Regions from separate parts of the Sus scrofa genome. Here region 1 is linked to region 2. A link is a contact called in public HiChIP or PLAC-seq data. All regions are on one chromosome and are shown on one strand. Each heading gives the region's core, a stretch centred on a gene start, on an enhancer-like site or on the middle of the called end of the contact. The rest is flanking DNA. Distances are from core to core; before and after follow the strand shown. Region 1 holds the start of CCR4 (C-C chemokine receptor type 4). Region 2 overlaps UBP1 (upstream-binding protein 1).

Region 1 (4,557 bases), core at 801-3,300, 350 kb after region 2:
GTGTAGGCCAGCAGCTACAACTCTGATTTGACCCCTAGCCTGGGAACCTCCATGTGCCATGGGTTCAGCCCTAAAAAGCAAAAAAGCAAAACAAAACAAAATTCTAATTCCTCCTGCCTGCTTTGCACTTTAGATTTCAAAGCATATTCACTAGTCTTATGCCCCTGTTCCCATGCCCCCTCCAACAAAAATCTGCTATCTAAGCCAAATAAGCATACTGAGCTATGGTGTAGATAACTCATGAAAGATTCAGAGAGGTTAAATGCCTTCCGGAGACCACACAGCTATGGAGAGAACTTGTTCCTCAGGCCCCAAGTCCCAGTGATGTACTGGAAAACCAGGTCTAGGGATGCTTTGATTTATGGCTTTTGCTGGTTTCCATGGTGCAAATTCTCCCACAATGGCTGAGGTCAAGCCACCAACTACCCCACAGAATTCTTGAAGATTCAACCATCAGCTCCTGAGAGCTGGCACAGGTAGCCCCAGCTCGCCACACCCAGCCCCATGTTCACTACAGAGTCCTGTCTTAGCCGGGACACATGTGGGCCAACTTGACACTAACACAGCAAATGTATTTTCAAGGCCCCACGGAAGGATGCAGTATTCAGTTAGGTAAAATGAGGGGAAATTTTGGTCTTTCATCAAAATCGCATATAAAAATGCATCTTACGCACTGAATTTTATCAGAGTGGGAATTAGTGGGACAAAAATCTAGAAAAGGCACATCACAGACAGAAATAAAATCTCTACCTCCCCAACCATGCTCATTTCCTATCAAACTGGCAGCTGAGGTTAAAACTTTCTTAACCTTACACACACGCACGCTCACACCACCCTCATTTCCTATCTAAATCAGCAGATGAGGAGGTTAAAACCTTCACATGTTCACGTGTGAATCAGAGCAATCCAGGGAGGAGGCTTTCTGACTCAAGACCACCTCCTCTTGTATTCTTCTTAATGGCTCCCTGATACTCATTAAAATCATTTTTACAAATTGTTCGATAATTCACATCTATTCCACTCCCTACGTCCCACCCTGAACACCACACACCCAAACACCAAAACTATGTGTTTCTCAAGGGAGAGGTTTTGATTTCTTCCTGCAATGGATGCTGAACATCTGGGGCATCACAGGGTCTCCAAAAAAAAAAAAAAAAAAAAAAGAGAGAGAAAAGAAAAGAAAAAAGCCAAAACAAACAAACAAACAAACTGTTAAATGTTATGGACTCTAGTTAAACAATAATTCTAATCTTTCTCTACCATTTTACTAGTGCAAATGAAAGGGATAGAAGAAGTTGATGAGTTAGGAAATTATCAGGAAAAGAAACAAAAGTCAACACGGCTGTTAAATGTCTGAAATCATTCTGTGGCCTGGTCTTTCTTGACCAGGGGTGTCTTGATAGAAGCAAGAAGCAGAGAAGTGTTTATGTTGAGTGAAAATTATCCGTGTTCCGAGCATGTGGCTTAGGCCAGATGTGTGCAGAAGAGAGCCCTGTGTATGTGTAAGAGCCGGTCAGATGAGGGCTCTGAGTGTGTGGGCACAGGTAGGTTATAAGCAAGCTGCGGGAGAGAGGCCAACTAGAATGACAGGCAGAATGACCAGGTTGCCCGAGTGATGGGCTGGCTGCGTGGCTGGGCAGCTTTCAGTGCTTCCAGGGTCCAGACACCTGTGGACCAAGCAGCACTTGGCCTGAGACCTTGAGAATGGTCCCACCCCCACTTACCTTGCTTGTCTTAAAGTGGCTCCAAGGAAGGTCTGCGAGGCAGTGCCCGGCTTGCTCAAGAAGCGTGATGCTAAGAAAGACAGGTGCCTTTGAAGGGCGCGTGGCTTCCTGTGAGCACCAGCTCTATCCCTCACTCATCTACGATGAGTGCAAGTGGGGTTTTTTGATAGAAGTAAGAAGCAGAAAAAGAGTGACTCTTAGCTTGGGTTCAGGTTAAACTCTTAGTCACTCATTTCCCAAAACAGAAAGCTAGGAAGCTTTGCCCTCTGTTAGATGAGGGAGGAAAATGAGGGGAGGTTTCTTATTCGTTTTTTGTTTTTGGCCACAGCATCCAATGGCTTGATGTGGAATCTCAGTTCCTAGACCAGGGACTGAACTTGGGGCTGCAGCAGCAAAAGCGCCAAGTCCTAACCACCAGACTACCAGGGAACACCCCTGAAGTAAGTTTTTAAAAAGAGAAACTTTTTTAAAATTAAAAAAATTTACAAATTAAAAAAAAACTCTAAAAAGTTTTTAAAGTTTTAAAATTTGTTGGATTTTTAACTTAATTTTTTTCATCTCAGCTGGGTATGTACAGCAGAAATGATCTTTATATTCTGGATCAGTGGGCTATTTATTTATTTTCCCATCATGGATGTACAGTAGCCAGCAATCAAGATACTCTAAACAGTGGGATCTGAAGAGGTCAGAGTGAGAGGCCAGATTTACTCCAAATAAGGACAGTCAGGAGTAGAGAAGAGAAAAATGTATTCAAATGTGTGCATCTGACAGTGATGCGGAGGGTCTACTCAACCACATTCAATAAATGACAAGTCCTCAGTCTGGTGTAAAGTGCCATGAGGACTGAGCTCTGAGCCTCCTTCACAACAGGGGCTCAATGCCCTTTCTGCCTCAGGCCCTTTCTACTCAGTGGAGCTTCCCCTGACAATGATCCTGGCTGAAAGATTCTTTGGGTTTGTGTACCAATCGTAGCAAAGGGGCTGACACCAGTCCCAAGTCTTTTCTACCTAGTATCCTTGGCTTCTGTGAGCTCCCAGCATTTCCTTCTGTGTGTCTACAATTGCTTGGCTCTTTGGTTCAGCTTAAAAGAGCCACAAATTTCAATTTTCCTGAGGAATTTGCATGAATAAAAACTGAAAAACTGAGTAGAGTAGTGTTTATCAATGCTTTTTTCATTATCACTCCTCCTAAGGGGTCTCTTCAGATTAGTTTTTCCTAATCACTTTCCCATGAAATTTTAATACCATAGATAAATTGTAAATCTGCTTTTTATGCATACATATATGCTTTATATATAAAAGAGTAAGATTTGTTTTGGAGGTCAAGAATCTTGAGCTAGAACAGTGCTTCCCTGTGTGAAATGTGGAGCCAGATTCACAGAAATTTTGTGAAAAAGAAATGGAGATCTGTGGCCAAGTAAGCTTGAGGAATGCTGGCCTTGGGTGCGGGTTAAACACAGTTCCTTACTGTAGTGCTTTCCAGTGCTAATATTATCATGAACTCTGGAAGGAGACATAGAGTAAAAATGTCCACAATATGTTTTGTTTCCAGAGCTGACACCAGATCCTTGCTCAAATTCTGGCAATCCCTCCCTTAGATAGGAACTAGCATATATCTTTTAAGTAACAGGGTCAAGAGACAAAGAAAGGAAGCTATAGGAAGAGAAAAAAAAAGCCCAGATGGACCCAGCTGGAACCAAGATGAATCTGCCCTCCAGCAGCCTCTGAGCCTCATTCTATACTGATTTTACCACATCATCTACTAAATGACACACCTACCAAGCAGCCAGGACCTGAAGCTGTGCCATATGGGCTGACGCTGACCTGTGAACTAAGTTCCCATTTCCCCATTCCCTGGCCATTGAATAAAGCTTGTGCTGCACCCATCTCAGCTTCTGTTTTGTTTTTGGATGTGCAAACCGGAAAAACTTCCCCACCCAGGCAGGGGGCCTTGGCCAGGCTAGGGCCCAAGCAGGGGTGCATATGACCTAATCTGGTAAGAATCTGACCAGTGAATCTATGTCCATTATACAGAGTAACTTATAAAATGAACATGTTTTTTGGAAACATAAAGCCAGAGGAAGGTTTCACCATGGAATTAGAGGCATCTAGGGACAAGTTGCCCTGGGCGAGTTCATCTGAGCGTGTCGCCTAAGTCACCATGGACACCTCCATGGAGGGAGAGGAGCAGTATGAATGGATGATATCTAGAGGTCCAAATCATCATCAGTGATCACTGGTCATTGTGCGTCTGCAGATGGTCCCTTAAAGCCAGCGGGCACTCCCTTGACTCACTGGCCACATGACAGACACCCAGCCCCACCAACGGGGGTAAGCCTGAGCTCCAGGGTCCATGTTGGCTGAGGGCACTTGTTTTGAGGCCTGCTCAGTCCGGGTTGGATCTCAGTGCCACCACTAACTAGCTATGTGAACCTCAATTTTCTCATCTATAAAAAGGGGTGATAATGCATGAGCATTGTGAGAGGATTAATGAGCTAATGTTTGTAAAGCACTTAGCATGATGTCTCGTACAGACAGGTGCTCAAAATGACACTAGTTGTGAAAATTAGTAGGTTAAATAAAACGCACAGGAATAGCTCCCTCTCTTCAAATGGCTGGCATGTTGCCCTTAGCCCTAACTAGGAATCCAGGAAATATTTCAGTTTAGACTCAGTGGGCACATTTAATTTCTGAGTCAGTGTTCAGGTTAAAAGCAGACTTCAGGTTTCCAAGTTACAAATACTACTGCCCTGAAGAAAGTCAGTCTTCAGGTTTACACAGTAATAATGACACTATCCTGGAGAAACATTAAATACGTTTTACCTCCAGTAAGG
Region 2 (3,942 bases), core at 1,025-3,524:
ACACTGCCTCCTCGAATTACTAATTTGGCCATTGAGTCCTGTGCTTTGTGCAGCAGTATACAGATAATGACATTCTTTTACCAATTTTAATCTCTTCTAATTTTAACCTTTTCTAATCAGTTAAGACAGTTGGATCTTAATTATGTATCTGTTTTATCCTTTTAGATGGTTCAGAATTTTCAAGATGAGAGTTGTTTTTTATTCTCCACAGTAAAAGGTACTTTGCATGTGTATGTGTGTCTTGAAAGGCTGGAAAACTGTGCTTGAAATCAGTCATCTTGTGTTTACTTTTTCTTTATTTTTTGTCTTTTTAGGGCCACACCCGTGGCATATGGAGGTTCCCAGGCTAGGTTCGCTGGCCTACGCTACAGCCATGCCAGATCTGAGCTGCATCTGTGACCTACACCACAGCCCACGGCAATGCTGGATCCTTAACCCACTGAGTGAATTCAGGGATCGAACCTGCATCCTCATGGATACTAGTACGATTTGTTTCCATTGTGCCACAACAGGAACTCCTTGTGTGGTTATTTTTGAAAATGCTGGCTTTAGTAATTTTAAGAAGAAAATTTGAAAAATGAAGACAGCTTTGCTTTTTAGGGTCAAACCTGCACCATAAGGAAGCTCCAAGGCTAGGGGTCAAATCAGCTTCAGCTGCTGCCCTACACCACAGCCACAGCAATGCAGGATCCAAGCTGTGTCTTCAGCCTACACCAAAGCTCACAGCAATGCCAGCGATCGAACCCACCTCCTCATGGGTACTAGTCAAGTTTACTACCATTGAGCTACAGCTAGAACTTCCAAGAGAATATTTCTGATTGAAATGAAAATTAGCAAATAAGGAAGAGGAGTCTGTCCTTCTAGATGCCTGGAGAAAAACCCCAGTTCATTCAGCCAGCATTTTGAACGCCTTGTGTCAGACCCATGCTGTTAGTTCTAGAAAGGTGTTCCACTACTCTAGCGGAGAAAGCAAGCCAGAACTGCTCAGTAGATGCACCCAATTACCAGTATATAACTTAGATGCCCATGAAGGAGTGGGAAAGTGTGGGTACTCATGGATGCAGGGTTCAGGGAGGGTTACATGAAACTGTTAGGGCTTCTCTGAGGCCATGAAAGCTGAGATCTGGAGTGTGGTGGGGAGCCGACCATGCCCTTGAGGAGCTGCACCCTGGAAGAATGGGGCTGTGTGGAGGCTGGGAGGGCCTTGTGGTTGCCGTGCAGCGCGAAGGTGAGCAGAGCAGGAGGCAGGTCTGGTACTGATGCAAGTTTAGGGTTTTTTTTTTTTTTTTTTTTTTTTTTTGTCTTTTTTTTTTTTGGTTGTTGTTGTTGTTGCTATTTCTTGGGCCGCTCCCGCGGCATATGGAGGTTCCCAGGCTAGGGGTCGAATCGGAGCTGTAGCCACCGGCCTACGCCAGAGCCACAGCAACGCGGGATCCGAGCCGCGTCTGCAATCTACACCACAGCTCACGGCAACGCCGGATCGTTAACCCACTGAGCAAGGGCAGGGACCGAACCCGCAACCTCATGGTTCCTAGTCGGATTCGTTAACCACTGCGCCACGACGGGAACTCCAAGTTTAGGTTTTATTTGAAATGCATTGGAAAGTCAGTGAGGTTTTTTAAACAAATAAGTAATGTAAATAGGTTTTTCTTTTCTCTCTCAACTCTTTGGAGACAGATGAGAAGGTGGGCAAACTGGAGGCAGGAGAATCCAGATGAGAGGTTATGGTGTCTCATACACTTATAGACAGGGCCCTACTGGGCTCTACCTTTGAGAGAGGAGTGGTTGTGACTCTTATGAACAACTGAGCAGGTAGTGGTCCCAATAGAGTGGTAGGTGCCATTGAGGGAAGCAGTCCAGAGTTTCATTTTAGGATGTGAAAATGTCAAGTTAATTATAACCTCTGGGGCTGGCAAGACAGGTCTGGTCTTGAGCCGTAAATTTGGAAGCCTTTAGCGTATCCACAGTGACTCAAAACAGTTATGGAGGGAGAGGGTGTGGAGAGTGGGCCCAGACAGGGCTTGAGAGAATTCCTGGAGGTGGAAAAGGAGGAGTTTTTAAATGTAAAGTTAATACAAGAGGAGACCTTTAAAGGTCTGATGAGCTAACCAAAGTCCATTCTGAGCACGAAAGCTGCACCTCAAAGAAAAAAGTGCTGTGTCACCCCTTTCCTGAGAAGTCACTCTTGAAGCTGGGAGCCCACCTAGAAGGGAAGTGCTGAAATCAGGAAGGATTTCACTCTGTGCTGACACGTCATGTCAGCCATCGTGTCAGCTGCAGGGCTGAGTTTTTAACTGTGGCCTGGTTCATGTGATCTTTTACTTGCACAAACATATCTGGCTTAGTACCGTTCTGCTCAACTTCCTGTTCACGAAGCAATAGTTTTTACTCTGCAAAACTCAAAACTGCCTGTAAAAAAGAAAATTCATACTGTGTGCAGCTGTGTCCTGTGAAGTCAGCAGGCATTTATTTCTGCTGTCAGTCATCAAAGGGTGACCCCTCCCATCTCAGTGTACTGGGCTTCGAATACCTTGTCTTATGAAAAAACTCACTTGTTCCTTGTCGAATGCCTGTATTGCTTTTCACCATCTCTGTAGAAACACTAGGCCATCAGACAAAATATATTTTTTAAATGTTGTAGATCTAATTTTTAGGAGTTTAAAAATTATTTCCCGAAAAGGTGGGTATAAGCACTATTTGCGGGTCCTCTGCCTCCTAGAACAGCAGGCAGGCAGGGCACCTATGGGAGTGAGGGCCAGACGTTGAAAAGCACCATGTCTGAAAAGGGGAGGGAGAGTGTATATGAAGTTACCTTGGGGAAGAGGAGCTGGAGCAAGTTACCAGCTTTTTCACTCGAGCATATTCAAGGTACCCTCTGAACTGGGATGGGAGGTTGTAGAGTTGTAGGAGTTCAGTTTTGAGTCTCCAGCCTGGTTAAAAACAAAAAAGCCTGTAACTTCTCCTTTTTCTGCAGCTGAAAACGGGGGTGGTGTCCACATAATTTTGAAGTGACGTCTTAACGTAGTCTGAACTTCATTCAGCACCAAATAAAGCCACGCTTAAAAGTGTGTGAAGACTGAATCCAAGAAGCCTTGGGATTGGATTTTACCATATGAGATGTTTCATATTGAAAACACAGGATGACCTTTCTAATGAGCTGTGAGAGGCGCATCTCACCGTCACCATCACGGCCCCTCAGGAGAGCGAGTGCCTGGGGCCGAGGGACAGGCAGGACCACCTGCTTCTCTGGCGGAGAGGCCAGTCGACACAGTTCCTAGAAGCAGCCATTGCTGTCTTTTTACACTGTATGCGGTTTGGAAGTGAATGTAAAGACATACTGTGGGCATTTACCTCTCTGTGCCAGCTTGGCTTCTGTCGCCTGGACCTCATGCTGACCTGGGGCAGGGTGGGGACGGAATCTGTGTGCGGAGAGACACGAGGCCACCACTGACACGGGTGATGGGTGGTCATGGGAGAGGCTTGGCGCCTTCTCAGAAGAAATCATGTCTGAGGGTGAATGTGTGACGTGATCACGCCAGAGCGGGGAAGATCCAAGCCGGGAAGATGGGCTTGACGCAAACTGCATTATCAAGAGTACCTTGGTGAGAGGATCAGCGTAAATCCTAATAGGTACAAAGACTTTGTGTTTTTGCTTTGTCACAGATTTATCGAGAAACTTTTTGCTTCTGCTTCTGTTCTTAGCATTTTGTTTCTGGTTTTCATTTTTGAAGCCCCAATGCCTTTTAAACTCGTGGTTTTTTTTCCTCTCTCCCTCTCGGTCTCCAATTGCCCACCCCACTCTGCACTATCCAGTCCTAAAACATTTTTAAAGCCCTGTTCCTGACATTGGAAATACATTTAGGCAGGGGAAGCAGTTTCTGACTTGGTGTTAACGGGTTTCATTATGAAGAATTGAAATTATTCATGGAACACTAGACATCA

The links. HiChIP or PLAC-seq counts read pairs in DNA pulled down with a chosen protein or histone mark.
Region 1: an H3K27ac HiChIP or PLAC-seq map of alveolar macrophages shows a contact between it and region 2, with 5 times the contacts expected there. The contact joins the promoter of CCR4 here to the enhancer-like site in region 2. A contact is called at or near these places in 2 of 5 promoter capture datasets (fetal liver and fetal skeletal muscle), 4 of 47 Hi-C or Micro-C datasets (alveolar macrophages, fetal heart ventricle, mesenteric adipose tissue and 1 more) and 1 of 2 datasets of contacts at active chromatin or transcription factors (alveolar macrophages).

What each region holds. Positions count from the first base shown.
Region 1 is chr13:18,858,089-18,862,645 of Sscrofa11.1, reverse strand. CCR4 (C-C chemokine receptor type 4) reads right to left here and starts at 2,050. Exons shown (of 2, transcript XM_005658814.3): 1 at 1,725-2,050.
Region 2 is chr13:19,205,908-19,209,849 of Sscrofa11.1, reverse strand. It overlaps UBP1 (upstream-binding protein 1), which reads left to right. Exons shown (of 15, transcript XM_021071558.1): 14 at 166-217; 15 at 2,975-3,942. The coding sequence ends at 3,012. It also overlaps a transcript of FBXL2 not described here. Among named protein-coding and RNA genes, the nearest start is that of UBP1, 69 kb to the left of the region's middle. Within about 2 kb of position 2,274, at least 16 of the 83 cell types and tissues checked have an H3K27ac peak or open chromatin away from gene starts, as enhancers often do. A contact at or near this core is called in alveolar macrophages, where this site is marked.